2 separate regions of the Pan troglodytes genome follow, and region 2 is linked to region 1. Evidence: chromatin contacts called from public HiChIP or PLAC-seq data. All regions are on one chromosome and are shown on one strand. The core of a region is the stretch at or near the end of the contact, and the rest is flanking DNA. Distances in the headings are between cores, read along the strand shown. Region 1 holds the start of PKDCC (protein kinase domain containing, cytoplasmic). Region 2 holds the start of LOC134807926 (putative uncharacterized protein LINC02898).

What was found. HiChIP or PLAC-seq counts read pairs in DNA pulled down with a chosen protein or histone mark.
Region 2: an H3K4me3 HiChIP or PLAC-seq map of stem cell-derived excitatory neurons shows a contact between it and region 1, with 7 times the contacts expected there. The contact joins the promoter of LOC134807926 here to the promoter of PKDCC in region 1. A contact is called at or near these places in 1 of 7 Hi-C or Micro-C datasets (induced pluripotent stem cells) and 1 of 1 datasets of contacts at active chromatin or transcription factors (stem cell-derived excitatory neurons).

Annotation. Positions count from the first base shown.
Region 1 is chr12:80,669,674-80,674,481 of NHGRI_mPanTro3-v2.0_pri, forward strand. PKDCC (protein kinase domain containing, cytoplasmic) reads right to left here and starts at 1,859. Exons shown (of 7, transcript XM_001137152.7): 1 at 1,041-1,859. The coding sequence starts at 1,679.
Region 2 is chr12:80,759,536-80,764,343 of NHGRI_mPanTro3-v2.0_pri, forward strand. LOC134807926 (putative uncharacterized protein LINC02898) reads left to right here and starts at 2,192. Exons shown (of 4, transcript XM_063789942.1): 1 at 2,192-2,466; 2 at 3,970-4,290. The coding sequence starts at 2,255.

The DNA.
Region 1 (4,808 bases), core at 609-3,108:
GCACACACCCATGTTCACCTGGCCAACAGCGGTCAGGGATTCCCCTCTGTTTGCTCAGACATGTGCAAAGGGAATAGTCTGTCTAATCTTAGGATGGAGGGAGACCTGAGAGAGAGGACGTGGAGTGTTAGGGCGGTGCTGGGACTGTGAGAGGCCCACTCAAAGTCTAGCTTGGAGGGGACAAGGTGGGGGTTTCAGCTCTCGCCTGTGTCTCCAGCGAACAGGCGAGGCAGAGTCCCGTTGAGTAGGAACCTGAGCATTTGGCCTTCTCAACCTTCCAGCCTCTTGGCTATCTATATACACTCAGACAGTGTGACATTTAGATCCTCAGGCCGCCAGTCTGTCCACTGAGCTGAGACCTTGAGGCTTCTGCAGGGGCTCAAGGACCCACTTTAAGGCCTGGGGAACCCTTGGTTCACTTCTGGGAAGGACTGTGTTCCCATTTTCTAGCCTGCTCCCCAGCCCCCTTCCAGTGTCTTCTGGGTGGCGCTGGAGGTGGGTGGGTGGGGAGACTCTATAGGAATCAAGCCTGACACATGGTCTCTTTCCAGCTCTTCCCAGCCCCATTGCTGTCCCGTCTCATTTTCAAAACCAGACAAATCACTGGAAGTTGAGAGAAGTTCCATCAAGAAGGGGGACTTTATCACACAGTTGGAATTCTGACTCAAGTGTCTTGGCTTAGGGTCATTTTGGCTTGGGGTAATATCCCTGGTGTTCAACCTCCTAACTCCAGCCCGGAGTAGACTCCTAAATCCTAATGGACTGCCCCACCCCCTGAGTTCTGGGAGCCTCTGTCCTGGCCTGTCTTTAAGAGATGTGTGGAAGCCGAGAAACCCAGGAGTTCTTCGGTAAAGTGACGCCCACCCAGGAGTGAGAAGCAGGGTGGTGCAGTGGGAAGGGCCATGGTCCGGTTTCTGCGTCTAGCTTAGCCTGGGTGCAGTCACTGGCACTCCAGATCAAGGGGTTCTCTTCCAGCCAGGTTGACAAGGTCTTGGGCACTCCCAGCCAACACCGTTACCCCCGCGTCCCCACCCTCGTACCTGCAGCACGTTGGGGTGCCGCAGCCGCTCCAGCAGCACCATCTCCTTAAGCAGCTTGTGGGCCGCCAGCCGATAGCAGCCCCTCCGTACCCCGAACTCGCGCACGCAGCTGCCCAGATCGTGGCCGCTAAAGTCCACCGCCTTGAGCGCCACCGCGGCGCCGCCGGGCAGGCGGACCCGGTACACGGCCTTGGTGTAGCCTGAGCCCATGTACTGCGCGCCGGACACGTTGCGAAGCGCGGCGCAGCCCAGGCGCGGGCCCGGGCCGGGGGAGCCTGGGCCGGGAGCCGGGGGCCAGCCTGGGGCGCCGTCGGGCAGGGGCCGGGCCCAAGGGGGCCGGGGGCGCGGCAGGCCGGGCCCGCCCGGAGCCAGGTCCATCAGGCGCCGCCGCTCCGGCCGACCCGCCCCGGGCCCGGGGCCCCCGCGGGAATAGCGCTGCACCTCCTCGTAGCGCGCCCGGATCTGCCGGGCCAGCTCCCCGCGGCCCCCGCGACGGCCCGGACCCGGGGCCGGCGAAGGCTCAGGGGACTGGCCTGGCCTCGGAGGCTCCGAGCCCGGAGCGAAGAGCACGTTGAGGACGGAGCCCAGCAGGAAGGAGGCGCAGAAACCCGCGGCCACTGCCGCCCGCCGGCGCCGCATCGCTCCCCTCCCCCCGGCCGGCCGGCCCCGCGCGGCTCCCCGGCCCCGGCCCCGGGCGGCTCAGGCTCCGAGGCGGCTCCGCTCTGCGCCCCGCCGGCCCCCTGCCCAGCCCGCGCGCATGGCCCCGGCGGCCCCGACCCCGGCCCCTCGCGGGCGACACATCGGCCTGACACTTGCCTCCCTGCCGCCCTGCCCCCGCCGCTTATAAGGCCCAGAGCCGCCCCCCGCCCCCGCCCCCGCCCCCGCCCCCTCCCCCGCCCCTCCGCCTCCTCCTCCGCCTCCGCCTCCACCTCCCAGCTCCCGGCCCGAGCCCGTCCTCGGCGCCGCCCCCTCCGGCCGCCCGGCCCGGCCTTCCCCGCTGACTGACAGCGGGACCTCCTCCCGCGGCCGTCCGGGCCTGGGAAGCGGCGCGGAGGCGGCTCCGGTCCTGCCCAGCCCGCGGTCCCGCCCAGCCCGCGGTCCCCCGAGCTCCGTCTGGGAGCGGGGGAGGGGGCGGCGGCGGCCAGGAGGCGCGCGGGGGCTCCGCGCCCAACGCGAGGGCGGATAACGGGGCCGGGGCGGCCGGATAACGGGATTGGGAGGTGGATAACGGAGCCGGCCGGGCGGAGTGGGGGAAAGATAAAGGGGCGAGGCCGGCGGGTAGCGGGCTCCGGAGGGGACGAGCAGCTAAGTCCGGGGTGCGGAGATCCGAGTGATCTCAGCGCTCCCTCCTGGGACTGGGGGCCTCGGGGCGGTTTGGGCGCAGGGAAGGCGCGTGGACCCCGTCTCTCGCGGGTGGGGCCGGGGGTGGCGGCTCCTCGCTCAGCCCCGGATTCCGGATTGGGGCGATGGTGAGGGGGAAGCGGGCACAGCCGGGCCAGCACCTGCGAGCGCGCGTGGGACAGGAGCTCTAGGCATAGAGGAATGCTCGTGAGCTCGCCGAGGATGCCCTGTTCAACTCCTTTTACCAAAGTGTTTCTGATTTTCCTTGCCTCTAAAGCCCCAAATGCAGCTGGGGGTCGCTCCCTACCCCTCAAGATGCCTGGGGTCTGACGGGGTCAGCCGCGTATAAGAAACCATGTGCATGCTAGTAGCTTGGGCAAAGAGTGCGTTTGTGCCCACGGACGGCTGTCTGTGGAGTGTGTGCCTCGGCGTGTCTGAAGGGGCCATTGTGTCCGATGAAGGGAATGTGTACCTTGTGTGTAAGTTGGTGCTGACGCCACCAGAACTTCGGTCCCTCCTCCTCCCTCCCTGATTGCATCATTAGTGCTAATTGAGGGGCTTTCACACGCCAGTGCATTAGCTGTTTGGAGTGAGCTCCCCCCTCCTGGGAGAGATAAGCCGCTGCCCCTCCCCCTCGCAGCTCTCCTCTTCCCCGCCGCTCTGAAACTGCCCACCTAGATCCTCTCACCTTCCTGGGCAGCTTCCTGCCTCCCTCTGGGCCAGGTTAATCTCTGTCCTCCTCACAGTGTCAGAGATTGGCTGGGGAGGGGTCAGGGAGGAGAAGGGTCCACAGCCTTTTTTCTGGGGGTGGGGGTGGGTGGGGGGGTATCCAGGGAGGGGAGATTTTCCCTGAAGAGGTCTGGCGCTCCTACAGAATGCAGTGTCTGTAATGAGAAAGGGACAGGAATTTCTGCCCTGTTCCTTTGGACATGGAAGGACCGAGGAGAGAGCTGAGTCCCTGATCTCCAGCCTATGATCCCACTGAGGTGGGCCTTCCAGCCCGGACTCCTTGTTCTCTATGGCTTGGGGAGTTGGGCCCCAGTCCGACTTGGCAAGCATGGAAAGGCAGGGTGAAGGAAGCCATGATTCCTCCGAGAACACTGGGTCTGGTGGAGTCAGGTCTGTACCGACAGAGCTGTTCTGCCCCACTCTGGGCCGTGGCTGCAGTCTGCAGGGTGTCGGGGGAAGGCTCTGAGCAGATGCCCTCTCCCCAGCCTTGCACCAGATGTCTTTGGTCTAATTAACTGTGCTGGGAAAACCAACCTGGGTTTGTAAACAGAGCTACTGGCTAAAGTCAACAGGGAACAGCAGCAAACAGCAAACATTCCCCTCACACTCAGCCTTGGTCCAATTCAGACCCCTGGGGAAAACGGGGAGCTGGGTGGATTAGGAGGCCCCCCGGCCCACAGCTGAATCAGGAAAAGCCTGTCTGCCTGTGTCACCCAATATGGCTGCTAGTTCCTTATCAGTTCCATGTCTTCTCTTCTGGGGAGGAATGAGGATTTTGGGAGGAACAGTTGCCATCCCAAGATAGGCTCTGTCCTCCTTCTAGCAATTTCCCCATAGACATCTACCCAGCCAAACGTCTCAATCCGTGAGGGAGCTGTTGTGGGGGAATATTCCCTGAAGAACTTTCTTTGGGGCTTGCTCTGCCCTTGTGTCTTGGAGAAACTTCTGAGGGTAAAACTTGGCGTTGTGAGTCTACAGCTCAGAGTAGGTGAATATAACATGAACATTGTTAAGTTCGTTACACATCATGTAGGTATTATAATAACATGTTCTGAAATTAGATAATTATTCCTGTGATATCTTTGCCAAGCTTCAGTGTTTCTGTTATGGTTTGAAAGTTCAAGGCACACAGGGGCCTGAGAAACAGGCACAAGTGTGCGTGCAACACACACAGGTCCACGGAGCAGTTCAGAGCAGTAGCTCACACACAGGAACAAAGGCATCTCAGTGGCCTCCCTCGCATACTCACTGTCTCCCTCACCAGCTCTCAGACGCAGACATATACAATCTGAGATGGAAATGGGTTTTTGGCTTCTGAAAGAAAGGGATTGAACTTTTTGAGCAGATTAGAGTTTCTGAATTGGCAGTTCTTGAGTTCTTAACTATATTTTGCTTGTTTGCTTTTTTTTTTTTTTTTTCCTTTCTGCCACCCAGGGAGAGGAATCATTTCAAAGAATTGAAATACATGAAATGCTGCTGCAGGCCCCTGATCTGCAGTCTGCCCACCCACTCAAAGACCAGGTGGAGCCCATAGCCTGGGCCTCACAGGCCAGAGTCTGCAGGCCAGTGTCCAGCTCAGAGCCCTCAGTGCCATCTTCATACAGGAGCCATCAGATGGCAGTCCTCCCTGTCTCCCCCAGGGCTTCTGGCGGCCCTCAGACCACAGTGTCTGTGCAAGGTCTAGAAGGCTCAGTACGT
Region 2 (4,808 bases), core at 942-3,441, 90 kb after region 1:
GGGAAACTGCCTCCACACAAAAGCCCTCCCAGGCAGGCAGTTTCATATTCTGGAAACAGAGTTTGTCATTGAAGATCAGAAATACAGAAACCATTTGTCATTATCAGTTCAGGCTGCTACAACAGAATACCATAAACTGGGTAGTTTAAACAACAAACACTTGTTTCTCACAGTTTTGGAAGCTGGGAAGTCCAAGATCAAGGCACCAGCAGATCTGGTATCTGGTGAGGGTCCTCTTCATGGAGAGAAGACAGATGGCTGTCTTTTCTCTGTGTCCTCACCTGACTCTAGTCTCTTTCTCTTCTTGTAAGGTCATTAATGCCATCATGGGAGCTCTATCCTCATGACCTCATTTAAACCAAATCACCTCCCAAATGCCCCAACTCCTAATATCATCCTATTCGGAATTAGGGTTTCAACATATGAATTTTGGGGGATAGAAACGTGCAGTCCATAATACCGTTTAACTGACCACGCTTACTCCAGTCTTCTAGAAATTAACCCCTCATCAGCTGAGCTCCTCAACAGGTGGGCTCCCTGGATAAGTCTTATGTTATGAGTTTTATGTGTCTAAGAAATTTGCATGCCTTTTTCTTTAATTTTTAAAGGCTGAGGGGTCATTTTCCAGCATTTTCCCCTGGACCTAAGTGTAGGCCAACCTTGTGGCTTACTTGGCCCTGATCCTCACCTTCAGGGTAACCCTTCCTTCTCCCTGGTAGCCTCAGGCCAGGGCGTGGCTCTCCTGCTTCCTTTCCATTGACACTGAAGGTGGATCTTCCATGGATTTTGGATCCACACCATGTGGCTGTTCTGAGGTTTCTGGGTTTGTTCTGGGAGAACAGAGATTGGTTGTGCCTCATAGTGCCTCAATTTACAGGTATAAATCAGGGGACAGGCAAGAGACTGACATACTCTCTGCAGGCAGTTAGCAAAGTAAGATAAGGTAAAGTAGCCAGGGAATTCAAGACAGAACTCTTAGCCTTTTTTGTCCTTGTGGTCTCCATCTTTGATAGTTTTAGACGCAATCACTGTTTAACTAACCAATCAGTATTGTGGCCTCAATTTTGTGCATTAGTTTCTTGATCAAAATGTGAATTAAATGAGAACAAGTTAAGACTTTTTTTTGCTTGTTGGTATTCTCTTCTTTTTTCAAAAAAGAGATCTATTTTAAGGTGGCTAATTTATCCATGTAGAACTCCAAATGAAAATGGCAATGGAAAACTTCACTTTGATACTGGGATAAGGCCATCTGTTTGAATGTTTGCCTTTGTGAATCAAAGCAAGCAGTTGATTGCATTTGATTGACTGGACTATTTTTTTTCTAACTACTTGTGCTCTAGAAACACAGCCTAAGGCCTTTGGCAGAGGATGGAGCCTGTGTGTGCATATGTGTGCACGTGTGTGCATGTGTGTGTAGAGAGTGGCATGTGAAGAAGCACTGGTGAAACAGAGAATAAAAAAGCAGAAGTGCCTGAGTACCTGCTCTGTGCCAAGTGCTTTCTTGCATTTAGCCCTTGTAACAAACCAAGGAGACAGATATTATTAGCATTGCATATGAGGAAACTGAGGTTAAGGAAGGCAAAATAGTTTGTTGAAGCTCCAGTACCAAGTAAGAGGAAGAACTGTGGCTCCAAATCAGTCTGTCTGACTCAGAAGGTTGAGCTCTTTTCATTTTGAGGAGGGAGGTTGGAGAGAGAGAGGAAGAGAGCCAGAGGAGGTAGGAATATGGAGAGAAAAAGAATACCCCAGGCACAGGGTCTAAAAAATCAATACATAATGAAGCCTGAGCCATGGTGCTAACTCTGCCCCTGACTGTACATCTGACTTGCAGACACTTTGTAAGTTGGCTCTCTCCTCCTCCCCACACCCCGTCCTTCCCATCCTCCCTTTCTCATTTTGCCTGGTGGAGGCCTGACCTGTCATGATGCTGCTGGAGTCCGGGTCTCCTCCATCTGTAACTGGGCTCTCACGGTGATGGTGGGGAGGCCAGGACCCTACTTAGGGGCCACTGCCCGGGCAGGAGGAAACTCCCTCAGCCTCTGTCCTGAGCTGGGTCACCTGTGGAAGGGTGCCCAGGGCCCAAAGGTGAAGGAGGGCTGGCGCGGCTTCTTTGCCCAGGGCTGACCACTCCCAGCATCTCAGGCCAGCAGCCACTCAGCACCATCTGCCTCATTTCCTGTGCTTCCTCCTAGTGAGTGGCAGCTTGGACTCTTGGCTGCAGGCAGTTCTCCTGAACCGGTCACCAGGGCTCAGGATGAGCTATCCAGATGCATCTGTGACAATGTGGCTTTCATCTTCATCACAGTTGACCCCGTGGGAGGAAAGCCCCCTTTCTCCCACTTCAGCCCACATCTCTCTTCCCAGAGCAGCAAACTGCCACCCAGGAGGGACTGCCGCTTCCCTGGTCGTGGGAACCTCTGCAGAACCTCCTCTCCTGAGCACTCCAGAGCGAAGAGCCAAGCCAGGGTAAGCCTGTGCATATAAGGCCTCAATTTTAGATTAGATTCCCAAATTTAATTTCCTATTCCTTAATTTAATTCTGCATTTTAGTTTTGTTTTTATTATTTACATGGGTTCCCTTTAATGATTCCAAATTGCTGCTGCCCTCTAGCAGAATTTTGTCTTATGTTAACTTCTTGAAAACTGATCAGCATTGGAGTTTATTCCACACTGGGTTTAGTTATTTTCTGAAACGAAGCACAATTAAATTAGAATAATGAACATGCTCTTTAGAGGATTAATTCATAATAAGCAGGCCATGTGCTACAGCTCACAGAAGAAAGGGCACAAGGATCGAAAGCTGTTTTTTTCTGCCTAAATATGAAAAGTACATTCTGCAGAGCAGAACAAATCAGCTAATGACATCCAGAGCGCTGGCCAGCCCCAGAGCAGCATGGAGCTGGCATCTTGAGTTAGCGCAATCCCCACCGATGCTGCTGCCTACCTTTCCTCCCCGAGAAGGCTGGCAGCGGGCAATTTGCCTGGCTCTTCTCTCCTCAGCACAGCTGATAGAAGCCACTGTGGACCTCCTAAATTCTACCCCCAGGAAGCCCCAAACTCCACAGCCTGTGGCTTCACAAGCTTCATCCTCAGAGCTTCCTGCAGCCCATTCACTCATTCATTCTTTCATCCAAGGAATGTTTTACTAGCTCCTGCTATATACCAGGCATCCATGGGATGGCCCACCCTCGGGATACATCAGTGAAGAAAACATACAAAGACCCCTACCCTTTTGGAAGTTATACTTGAGCAGGCAGAGACAGACAATAAATGGTAAAAATAATAAGTAAATTATGTATTATGTTAGAAGGTGATGAGTGCTAAAGAGGAAGGGGGGTTGAGAGTGGTGTGTGTGTGTGTGTGTGCGCGCGCGTGCCTGTGTGCTTTGCAGTTTTAAATAGGATGGGTCATGGTAGGCTTATGGGGAAGGTTTCAATTGAGCAAAGACTTGAAGGAAATGAGAAAGTGAGTCACTTTCAAGCAAGTCACCCAGGTCAAGCCTGTTCCAGAAGAAACAACTATAGCAAAAGCCCTAAGGTAGGAGTGTGGCTGGTGAGTTCGGGAAGGATGGGGCCAGTGGGGGCTGAATGGAGGGAGTGAGTGGGAGATGAGGGGGACCCCATCAAGTGGGGCCTTGGCTTTTTCTCCGAGAGAACTGAAAGTCAGGGCAGGGTTTTGAGCACAGGCAGGACGTGGTCTTTTACTAAAGGATCTCTGGCTGCTGGCTGAGAACAGACTTTACAGGGTCAGGTAGATGGAAGGATGGAAGATGGGAGACCTGTCAGAAGGCTCACAGCTTAGGCCTCTGAAACTCCAGCCCCAGGTTTTCCCATACCATGTTCTCTGGGCCTGCCAAAGTGCTGAGCTCAGGCCTCAGAACCAGGCACAGAGGCTTAGAGTCTCCTGCAGTCCCCTTTCTCCCAGAAGGACCAGTATATATATTTTTTATTTTTTTTATTTTTTAAACAGCCAGAGCTCACACATGGTGAGGATGTCCAGACCATTATTCCTCGACTGGCCCTGGAGACCCCTCTGCAGCCCCTCCCAATCTCTCCCACTGACCTACGGACCAGAAGGCTGGATTTTGCAATGGAAGGGAACTTGCAGGCAGCAGACAGCTCTGCACTGTCCCTTTGATTTTCCTCAGGCACCTCTGAGAGGGAGACACACTCTCAGCCAAGTACCCAACAAGGGACATGAGAAGGCTTCTGCTGTGCAGCTGCCAGAGAAACAGGGGACAGATCAAAGCAGGAGAGGACCAACATCTGCGGTAACCAAAGCAAGGACAAGGTACAAACACATTGAATGAATAAATAAGCAGATGAATGATTGATGGGTGGGGGGAATGAATGATTAATGCATAAATGAATGATTGATGAATAAACAAATGTATAGCCTGGAGCTGGCTCCTGCTCCCTGCTCTTTGGGTATCTTCTCTCCTGGGAACCGAAGATTAAAGATGCTCCCGTGACCTTCACCTCTGGAATTCCCTGCTGGAGTTGGGATTACACCTGCTTCTGAGCCCAGAGGTTGGGGAGGCTTTGGCTTAGGATCAGTGGCCCAAGGCTGCAGAGATGTGCTGGCGGAAGGAGGCTGGAAGCAATTGGGGCTGGTCTGGAAGACCCCTGGGCAGCTTGTAGGTTCTGAGTGCGGAGAGCTCCAAGGATCTGAGAGGAGAGAAGGGTGTGTTGGGAAGAGGGGAAAAGGAGTGGTTTAGTTTTTCCTCCCTGTTTCCACACTGGACATTCTGCAGATGCTGGGCCTTGGGTTGGTCTCATTCTAGGGCCTGTAAAGATACAGAAGTCTGT